Regions from separate parts of the Sus scrofa genome. Here region 1 is linked to region 2. A link is a contact called in public Hi-C data. All regions are on one chromosome and are shown on one strand. Each heading gives the region's core, a stretch centred on a gene start, on an enhancer-like site or on the middle of the called end of the contact. The rest is flanking DNA. Distances are from core to core; before and after follow the strand shown. Region 1 overlaps SCARB2 (scavenger receptor class B member 2). Region 2 holds the start of STBD1 (starch-binding domain-containing protein 1).

The links. A called contact is a pair of places that touch in the nucleus more often than the background predicts.
Region 1: a contact with region 2 is called in a Hi-C map of liver, with 2.3 times the contacts expected there. The contact joins the enhancer-like site here to the promoter of STBD1 in region 2. A contact is called at or near these places in 1 of 5 promoter capture datasets (liver), 10 of 47 Hi-C or Micro-C datasets (embryonic fibroblasts, heart right ventricle, liver and 2 more) and 2 of 2 datasets of contacts at active chromatin or transcription factors (alveolar macrophages and skeletal muscle).

What each region holds. Positions count from the first base shown.
Region 1 is chr8:71,878,653-71,882,660 of Sscrofa11.1, reverse strand. All of the region lies in intron 2 of SCARB2 (scavenger receptor class B member 2), which reads left to right. Among named protein-coding and RNA genes, the nearest start is that of SCARB2, 30 kb to the left of the region's middle. Within about 2 kb of position 1,825, at least 7 of the 83 cell types and tissues checked have an H3K27ac peak or open chromatin away from gene starts, as enhancers often do. A contact at or near this core is called in alveolar macrophages and liver, where this site is marked.
Region 2 is chr8:71,980,720-71,985,098 of Sscrofa11.1, reverse strand. It overlaps STBD1 (starch-binding domain-containing protein 1), which reads right to left and starts at 2,112. Exons shown (of 2, transcript XM_003129093.4): 1 at 1,263-2,112. The coding sequence starts at 1,929.

The DNA.
Region 1 (4,008 bases), core at 576-3,075, 100 kb after region 2:
GAACTTGGCACAAACCCCCTCCTACACGAGACCAATAGTGGCTGTTTCCTAAAGCATGAGTGTGTGCCAGGCAGTGCTGGAACTGAATGACAAGCTTTTATGGATTTAATTCTCACAACAGCCCTACAAGGAAGGGACACTGTTATCTCCATTTTGCAGATGAGGAAACGGAGACAGAGAAGCTAGTAACGGATGAGCCAGGATTGAAAGCCAAGTCTGGCAGCCAGATCTCCACCCATGCTGTACCCAGGGTGCTTATCACTGCTTCTAGGAATCCTCAACAGAGAGCAGGGGTTCAGTGGAGCATAGAGATGACTTGGGAGATGGGATTGTATTGTGTTTTCTGTATCTAATTTATCCCGCGCCTCTGAGGAATTTAATGCTGCAGAGATAGTAGTTTTCCAACTGATCAAAATTATTCCTTTTGGTTTCCTTGTCTCAGGCATGTGGTTTGCCTTCTGTGATGGCGAGGTTTCACCTAAAGATTCAGGAGTTTAAAAATTATTTTTTGTTTTAAAAAGTAAGAACGTCTTTAAAAAATTTATTTATTTATTTATTTATTTGCTTTTTAGGGCCGCACCTATGGCATATGGAAATTCCCAGGCTCAGGGTCGAATCGGAGCTGCAGCTGCCAGTCTACACAACAGCTACAGCAACACCAGATCCTTAACCAAGGAGCAGGGCCAGAGATCGAACCCACATCCTCATGGATGCTAGTCAGGTTCACTACCACTGAGCCACAGTGGAAACTCCCTGAAAAAATATTTTCAATGAGAGATCACTAAAATCAATCATGTATTTTCCTGACAGATTAAATAGTTCATGGAGGATAACTGGACCTTTCCCAGCGAGGAGGGCCATCCTCATGATTAACAGTAAAGTGTATTCTGAGCCTGTGATGTCCTGGAGCCTTTGACATTAGTAGGTTTTATTAGCATCTACTGAGCCCTAGGGACCATCCCAGGTACTTTCAAGTATGGTTCCTTAATTAATTGTCTAGACCAAAGATTTTGCTTGGCCTTTTTTTATTTTTATTTTTTGCTTTTTTGTTTTTGACTGTGTTTCTAATTCCAGAAGCTTCCTTGGTCTTCTCCGCTACCGTAGAGCAGGAATCCATCACTTCTTGCTCTCATCCTGCTGTTCACCAGGAGAGCGTCCTGCCTCTGGTTGACTATTGTTGATTGGCTGTCAGGGGGATTTGGGTAGCAAACTTGGTTTTGTTTCTAAAACTCCCTCTCCTTTTCCCGTGGCCTCTCTGGGTCACCAACGTGACAGGCATGCTGGAAAGGGAGGCATTTTGAGCTTCCTCTGACTCTTATGTGTTGTGTTGAGACAGAGGTGTTCCCCCTGACCCCCGCCCCGGTTCCCTTGGTTTTCCTGGCCTCTGTGGGGTAGGGGGCCATGCCTGATGCCCAAAGGCACCGTCTTCCTTCAATTAGATGGCTCAGCAAAGGCGAGTCATGCGGGAGGGCGGCTGGTGGCTGGGGGAAGTCACATGGTTAGCTGGAGTGACCTGACATAGACCCTTCGTGCCTCCAAAGACTTGAAATAGTTTTGTGGTTCAGGAACTCGTGGCCTTGACCTTTTGGAGTTTATTGAGAAACCAAGTCACGAGGCTGAAAGCGATCAGAGCCTCCACACTCAATTTCCCTTTAAAACATCAGGTTCTTACAAGGTAAGCAACAAAGATGACGTTTTTAAAGTCATCTTGAGAGTCAGTAAGCATACGTGGACATAAATGAAGCAGACTCTAGACCTGGAATTATTCCTGCCTCTAGGTGAGTGACCTCAAGCTTAGCGAAAAAAACAAACAAACAAAGAGAGCCTGGGCAAGGTCATTGATTTTTGTCATTAGTCAGAAAACTTGACAGCACTGAGCCCTGACTTCTGGATCTATGGTTGAATCCCAGCTCTTGGCTGCCTGGCCCAGCTCTCTGTGAGTACAAATTGGTATTCACCCTCAGGTCAGTTTTTTAAAACTTCTGTTTTCTTTTTTCTTATTTTTTTTTCTTTTTTCTTTTTTTGGTCTTTTTAGGGCCCCACCCATGGCATGTGGAAGTTTCCAGGCTAAGGGTCCAATCGGAGCTGCAGCTGCCGACCTATGCCAACGCCACAGCCAGATCCGAGCCAAGTCTACAACCTACACCACAGCTCACGGCAACGCCGGATCCTTAACCCACTGAGCAAGGCCAGGGATCAAACCAGCATCCTCATGGATACTAGTTGGGTTCGTTCCTGCTGAGCCACGATGGGAACTCCTGTACAAGGGTTTTACATGGCATCCTCTATCAGATTTTGTATGTATTTCTCGGGAACTGGAAAGTCAAGGACTTTTTTCTCATGGTTACTTAGATTTGGCATTTGCTTGAGGCAGTCCTTGGTTTCATCCTGCAGACACTTAGTAGGCACCTGTTAGGAGAGGTCACTTGATACAGAGGAGGGGGTGGTCAAGCAGGAATTAGACTTGGCCTCAGGTTCTGACTCTTCTGCTGTCCTGTGTCCCCCCATATGCAAAAGTGGGTTGAAAATACTTGATCCATCTGTATCATGGGCTTGCTGTAAGGATGAAATGAGATCAAATGGCATAGTGTGCTTAAACCTTTGGAAGAGCTGGGCAAGGGTCCAATATTTATATTACTGTACATAGCCTCGTGCTCAGCACTAGAGAGGAACAGAGACTTGTCTGCTTTTATGCATCTGTAGGTATACATTCGATTATTGTTGGCTTGTCTAATTTTCTTTCTTTCTTCCTTCCTTCCTTCCTTCCTTCCTTCCTTCCTTCCTTCCTTCCTTCCTGTCTGTCTGTCTGTCTGTCTGTCTGTCTGTCTTTTTAGAGCCACACCTAAGGCATATGGAGGGTCCCAGGCTAGGGGTTGAATAGGAGCTATAGCTGCCGGCCTACACCACAGCCACAACCATGTGGGATCCGAGCCGCGTCTTCGACCTGCATCACAGCTCACAGCAACCCCGGATCCCCAACCCATTGAGCAAGGCCAGGGATCAAACCTGCAACCTCATGGTTCCTAGTCGAATTCGTTTCTGCTGCACCACAATGGGAACTCCTATTTTTGTTTTAAAATCTAGAAAAAATTTAAGAGGCCTACAAGTTTCTTAAGCTTGCTTGCAAACTATCTGAGGCTTTAAGATAATGTCTTCACCATCTACAGGATGTCACTAAGTAGTCTCTGAGTGCCAGAGACGTGGCATAGACAGCTGTCTCCACAGGTGTTCAGGGTTGAGAAACCCCACATGTGACGGTAGTGGGAAAAGGCCCCCGGAGGCGGTGGTGGGTAGCCCCGTTGCCTTTGTACTTGTGTTGGAATTATAAACCAAAATAGTTCTGTCTAATGGAAATATGTTGTGAATCACATATGTCATTTTAGATTTTTCTAGCAGCCACATCAAAACAAATAAAAAGAAAATAGGTGTAATTGTTTGTTTGGTTTTTTGGCCACGCCCATGGCATGTGGAAGTTTTCAGCCCAGGGATCAAACCTGCACCACGGCAGCGAACCCAGGCTTCTGCAGTGACAATGCCAGATCCCTAACCTGCCACACCACAGGAGAACTCCAGTTGCAATTAGGTTTAGTAATACATCTTTGGAGTTAAGAACCCAGCTAGTAACCATGAGGATCCTGGGTCGATCCCTGGCCTTGCTCAGTGGGTTAAGGATCTAGTGTCGCTGCAAGCTTCAGTGTAGGTCACAGATGTGGCTTGTATCTGGTGTCGCTGTGGCTGTGGTGTAGGCCAGCAGCTGCAGCTCCAATTCAACCCCTAGCCTAAGAACTTCCATGTGTTGCAGGTGCAGCCCTAAAAAATTAAACAACTGTATATCTTTATTTTACTCATTCCGTCTAAAATAGTATTGTTTCTGGATGGATAAAGAAACTGTGGTACATATATATACAACGGAATATGACTCAGCCATAAAAAAAGAAGGAAGTTTTGTTATTTGCGGCAACATGGGTGGACTCAGAAAGCATAATGCTAAGTGAAATAAATCAGAGA
Region 2 (4,379 bases), core at 863-3,362:
TTACATCCCCTCTCAAATAACTATTCTTAAGAGCACACAATCAAGCTCGCTAAAGACTCTCTTTCCTTCTTGGCCACCTAATAGTCCAAATAGCTCCCTACAAGATCAAAATCTCAAAAGCCATGCCCTCATGGGAGGTGTGGGTGTGGGGGAGGGAGATGTGGGGAAGCGGGAATGGATAGAGAGCAGTCTTGTTTCATTTTGCCTCTTTAATGGTGGGGTTGGAAGTGAGATGTAAACAAATATTACCCTGAATTCCCAATCTTTCCACCTGAAACATGAGGCTGACTTTCTGAAAAAGAAGATAAATGAGCCCTCTGCTCATCCCAAACAAATCGCAGGAAGGCACAGGGGCCGACTTTCAAGTGGCTACACACAGACACCACTCCACTAAAAATAAAGTTCGCAGATGTCATTTTCACCATTAGGCTGGAGTCCAGGCACCGGGAAGGTGAGGTTTTCTGCCAGGGCTCTTTGCCTGGTGCACAGGGTCTAAAATGTGGACATGTAAACCTAGGCGTCAGTCCTGCTTATGGGACTTGGGTCTGCTTTTGGGAGCTGGGTCCAGTGCCAAGTGTGTCTCTTCCCCAGGGTTTTAGACAACCACGCACTGTTCGTGTGATCATGGGGAAGGGCCGACAACTCGCAGTCTCAGGGCTTCATGAAGCCGAGGCCTTCGTGGCCAGAGTCCAACCTGAACTTTGCCTCCCCAACAGAAGCATCCAGATAGCGGGGGCTGCTCACTGCTCTGGCGTCCCCAAACGCGGTTCTTTTGAGGCGAAGGAGGGGAGGTCATGAGGCTATGGGATTGGGGCTGAGACTGGGTTCCTGCTCCGTCAGATACTGGAGAGGGTGGCGGGATCCCCTAACCCGAAGCATTCCTTTCCGAAGGCCCGGAAGGGGCGCCGCCGCCGCAGCCGCCCGCACTGCACCAAGCGCCGCCAAGCGGAGGAACCCAACCCCGCCGGAGGGGCAGGGGCAGGTCCCCGCGGGCTGGAGCTGAGGGCAGCGACTCAGCGGGGCGCGGCCCTGGACGAACCGCCAGGGCATCTCCTGGGCCTCGCCTCGCTGGAGGCGAGAACCCGCCCGGCGCGTGCACACCAGCTGGGGGGAAATCGGGCCGCGGGGAGGGTCCACTCCTGGGTGAGGGAAGCTAGCCCCCGGGTATGGGCCGCCACGGAACTCCAGACGGGGTTTTCCTTCCCTCGGGGAACTTCTAACCCCCCTGGTGATCTGCCCTCAAGACCAGGGAGGAAGAATACCTGGTTTGGTGACCGGCTCCCGCCTAGAAGGTCCAGGGCTCAGTCCGCCGCCGCCACCCTGATCGCCTCCCGGAGCCGCCGCCTCCCCTGAAGGAGCGTCCTTCCGCTGCTCCGCGTCCCCCTCCTTTCCCGTGTCCCGCAGCAGCCAAACGAAAAGCGCTCCGGCCAGACCCCCTCCGACCAGCAGGGCAGACCAGACGGCGCCCATGGCTGAGAGGCCGCAGCTGCGGGAGACGACGGCGATCGAGGCCCGGGCTCGGGTCACGCAGGCAGAGCCACACCTACCCAACCCGCTCCAGCCTTTTACGGTCCCTGGCCGCAGGCGCTCCCACGCGGAGCCCAGCCCTCCGCGACTAACACTCAACTTTCCCAGCCCCGCCCCACTCCCCGCCCCGGGGCTGCAGCCCCAGGCTCCGGCCCGGCGGATACGCGAGCGCCCTCCTTCTCCAACCTCTTCCCTTCCCGACCCCGCCGGTCGCCGGCGGCCGGGAGCACTGGGCGTCCGGGTCCAAGTGCGTCCCGCATGGCTGAGGACCCCAGGGCGCACGGCTTCCGCGCGCCAACCCGCGCCGGCCACGCCGCCTGCTCTTCCCGCTGCAGCTGCCCGCCAGGCCCAGCCCTGCTTGGGGCAGTTCCGGGCACCTCGCCGCCTCCTCTTTACAAACATTCAGCAGCAGCGCGGCCACATAGAAGCCGGAGCTTCCTAGAACTTCGACGCGGAAGACGCCGATGTGCGTCGGAGACGAGCGGGGCTGGGGCGGGTGAGCTGGGGTAGATCCAGAGCACAGCGGGTGCGGTAGAACTTCCATTCCGCCGCCCGTTAGCTGCACTTGGTCTCCGCAAGCCTCCGCCTTCCCACCCGGAAAAGGAAGGGATTGGGCTAAGATCATCCATCAGTAAATGCCAGTCATCTCAAACACATCCAGTCATTGCTTCTTCCTCGACCTCTTTTTGGGGTGCGTGGTTGTCACAAAATGCGCGCCCTCCAGACTGGACTGGATGTTGCCCAGAGGCAGGTTTCTGCAGACGGGTTTATTAATAAAAATTGCAAAGGCCTTTTAAGTGCTGTGGGTGTGCCTGGTGTTAATGTATTTATTTAGTTTGATTCTCACACAACCACCACCACCCTGGGAACTAAGAATTATATACATTGCTTTCTAAATTCACTCTTCTGCCAATCTGGTGGCTTTACCCACCAGCTTCAAGCTAATGATCCCCATATTTGTATCTGCAGGGAGAGCCATTTCCTTGACCTACACGCTCCTACATCCAACTGCTAAGGCCACAGCTGGCAGATATTCGCCTTGGAGTAATTACTACGATGGCTTCTCTGGTAAAACAAATCGCTCAAATGTGCCCCGTGCACGAGCAGACAGAAGTCCCTGACAGGTTGCAAGACTGGGCCAGTAGAGCTGCTGATGCTGGTGCTTTGGCTCAGGTCACAGCCCCTATCATCAAAAGGTCAGGGGGAGAGGGAAAGTGGGGAAGGAGACCAAGCCAGCTTGGGCCTGCTTTTTCGATGCTAACAGACGTCTCAAACCCAGCTCACTCAAATCTGACATGCCCAAAACTGTTCCTTGCTCCCACTTCATCCCAGGAAGTGGCGACCACATCCTTTCTCCTTGCTAAAAAGTGTCATCTTACCCTCTTTTTACCCCCACTCATTGGAGGCAGTGGCAAATTCTGGTCTTGTTTCTTCGAAATATATTCAGAATTTTACTTCTCCCTGCAGCGAGTGCCACCCTGCTCTGCCACCATTACGTTTCTCCTGGATTACTGCCATCACCTGGCCCAGGGATCCCCACTTCCACCCTTGAGTCCCTACATCATTTCAAAGCAGCAGTCTGAATGATCCTGTCTAAACACTCCCATCTTCTGGGCTTCTGCTCAAGACTCTCCAATTGCTCTACATCTCCTAGCAAAAACCTTTCAGAAGGATAGCATCTGTCCCCCAGGTCCTCTCCCAGCTCATCTCCATCTCCTCCTCCCTGGCTGAGTCATCCTTCCTGCAGATAGCCATCCAGACATCCAGCCTCTCTCCCTTTCCCTCTTCTTTTTTGCACAATGTCATCTGCCCTTGATAATCCCCATTGCAATTACATACATCCCCTTCTCCATGTGCCCTTTTCCTGCCTTATTTTTCTCCTTACCATTTAGGACACCAAATCTAATACAGTGTAGAATCCATGGATTTGTTCTGCCTAATTCCACTTTCCTCTCCTTACAATGTACTAGGAGTTGCTGCTGTGGCACAGTGGGTAAATGATCTGACTTGTGTCTGTGGCATTGCCGGTTCAATCCCCGGCCTGGTGCAATGGGTTAAGGATCCAGATTCAGTCCTGGGCCCTGAAAATTCCTTATGCTGAGGGTGAAGCCAGAAAAGAAAAATGTAAAAGCAGGGTTTATTGACAGCAGGATGTATTATCCTTTGTTTTCTGCTGAATTCCTGGCACCTGAAACACTCCTGAAGCCATCCCTCAAAAAGTATAGTACAGGTTGAGGAGTTCCCTTGCAGTGAAGTGGGTTAAAGATCTGGAATTGTCACTGCAGTGGCTCAGGTCACTGCTGTAGCTCAGGTTTGATCCCTGGCCAGGAAGTTCCACATTCTGGGGGCAAAGCAAAAAAAAAAAAAAAAAAAAAAAAAAAAAGTACAGATTAAGTAAATGAATTAAAAGCTTCACGTGGTCACAGTCTGAAGCAGTACTGTTAACCTCTTTATATGGATTTTACCTGCATTTTTAAAGTACAATGAAGATGCAGATTTGGGTTTTTTTGTCAAGTAAATTTTATCTTTTTCTTTTTTTTTAGGGCCGAACCTGTGGCAAATGGAAGGAAGTTCCCAGGCTAGGGGTCAAATTGGAGCGGCAGCTGCCAACCTACACCACAGCCACCACAAAGCAGGATCCAAGCTGCATCTGCAACCTATGCCCACCAGATCCTTAACCCACTGAGCAAGGCCAGGGATCAAACCCAAATCCTCATGGGTACTAGTTGGATTCTTAACCCACTGAGCCACAATGGGAACTCCCAGATTTCTTTTCTTAAACTAATTAGGGAATTGACGATGAACTTTTTAAAGACCTCTAAAGTTTAAAACCACTGACAACCAGACGTACA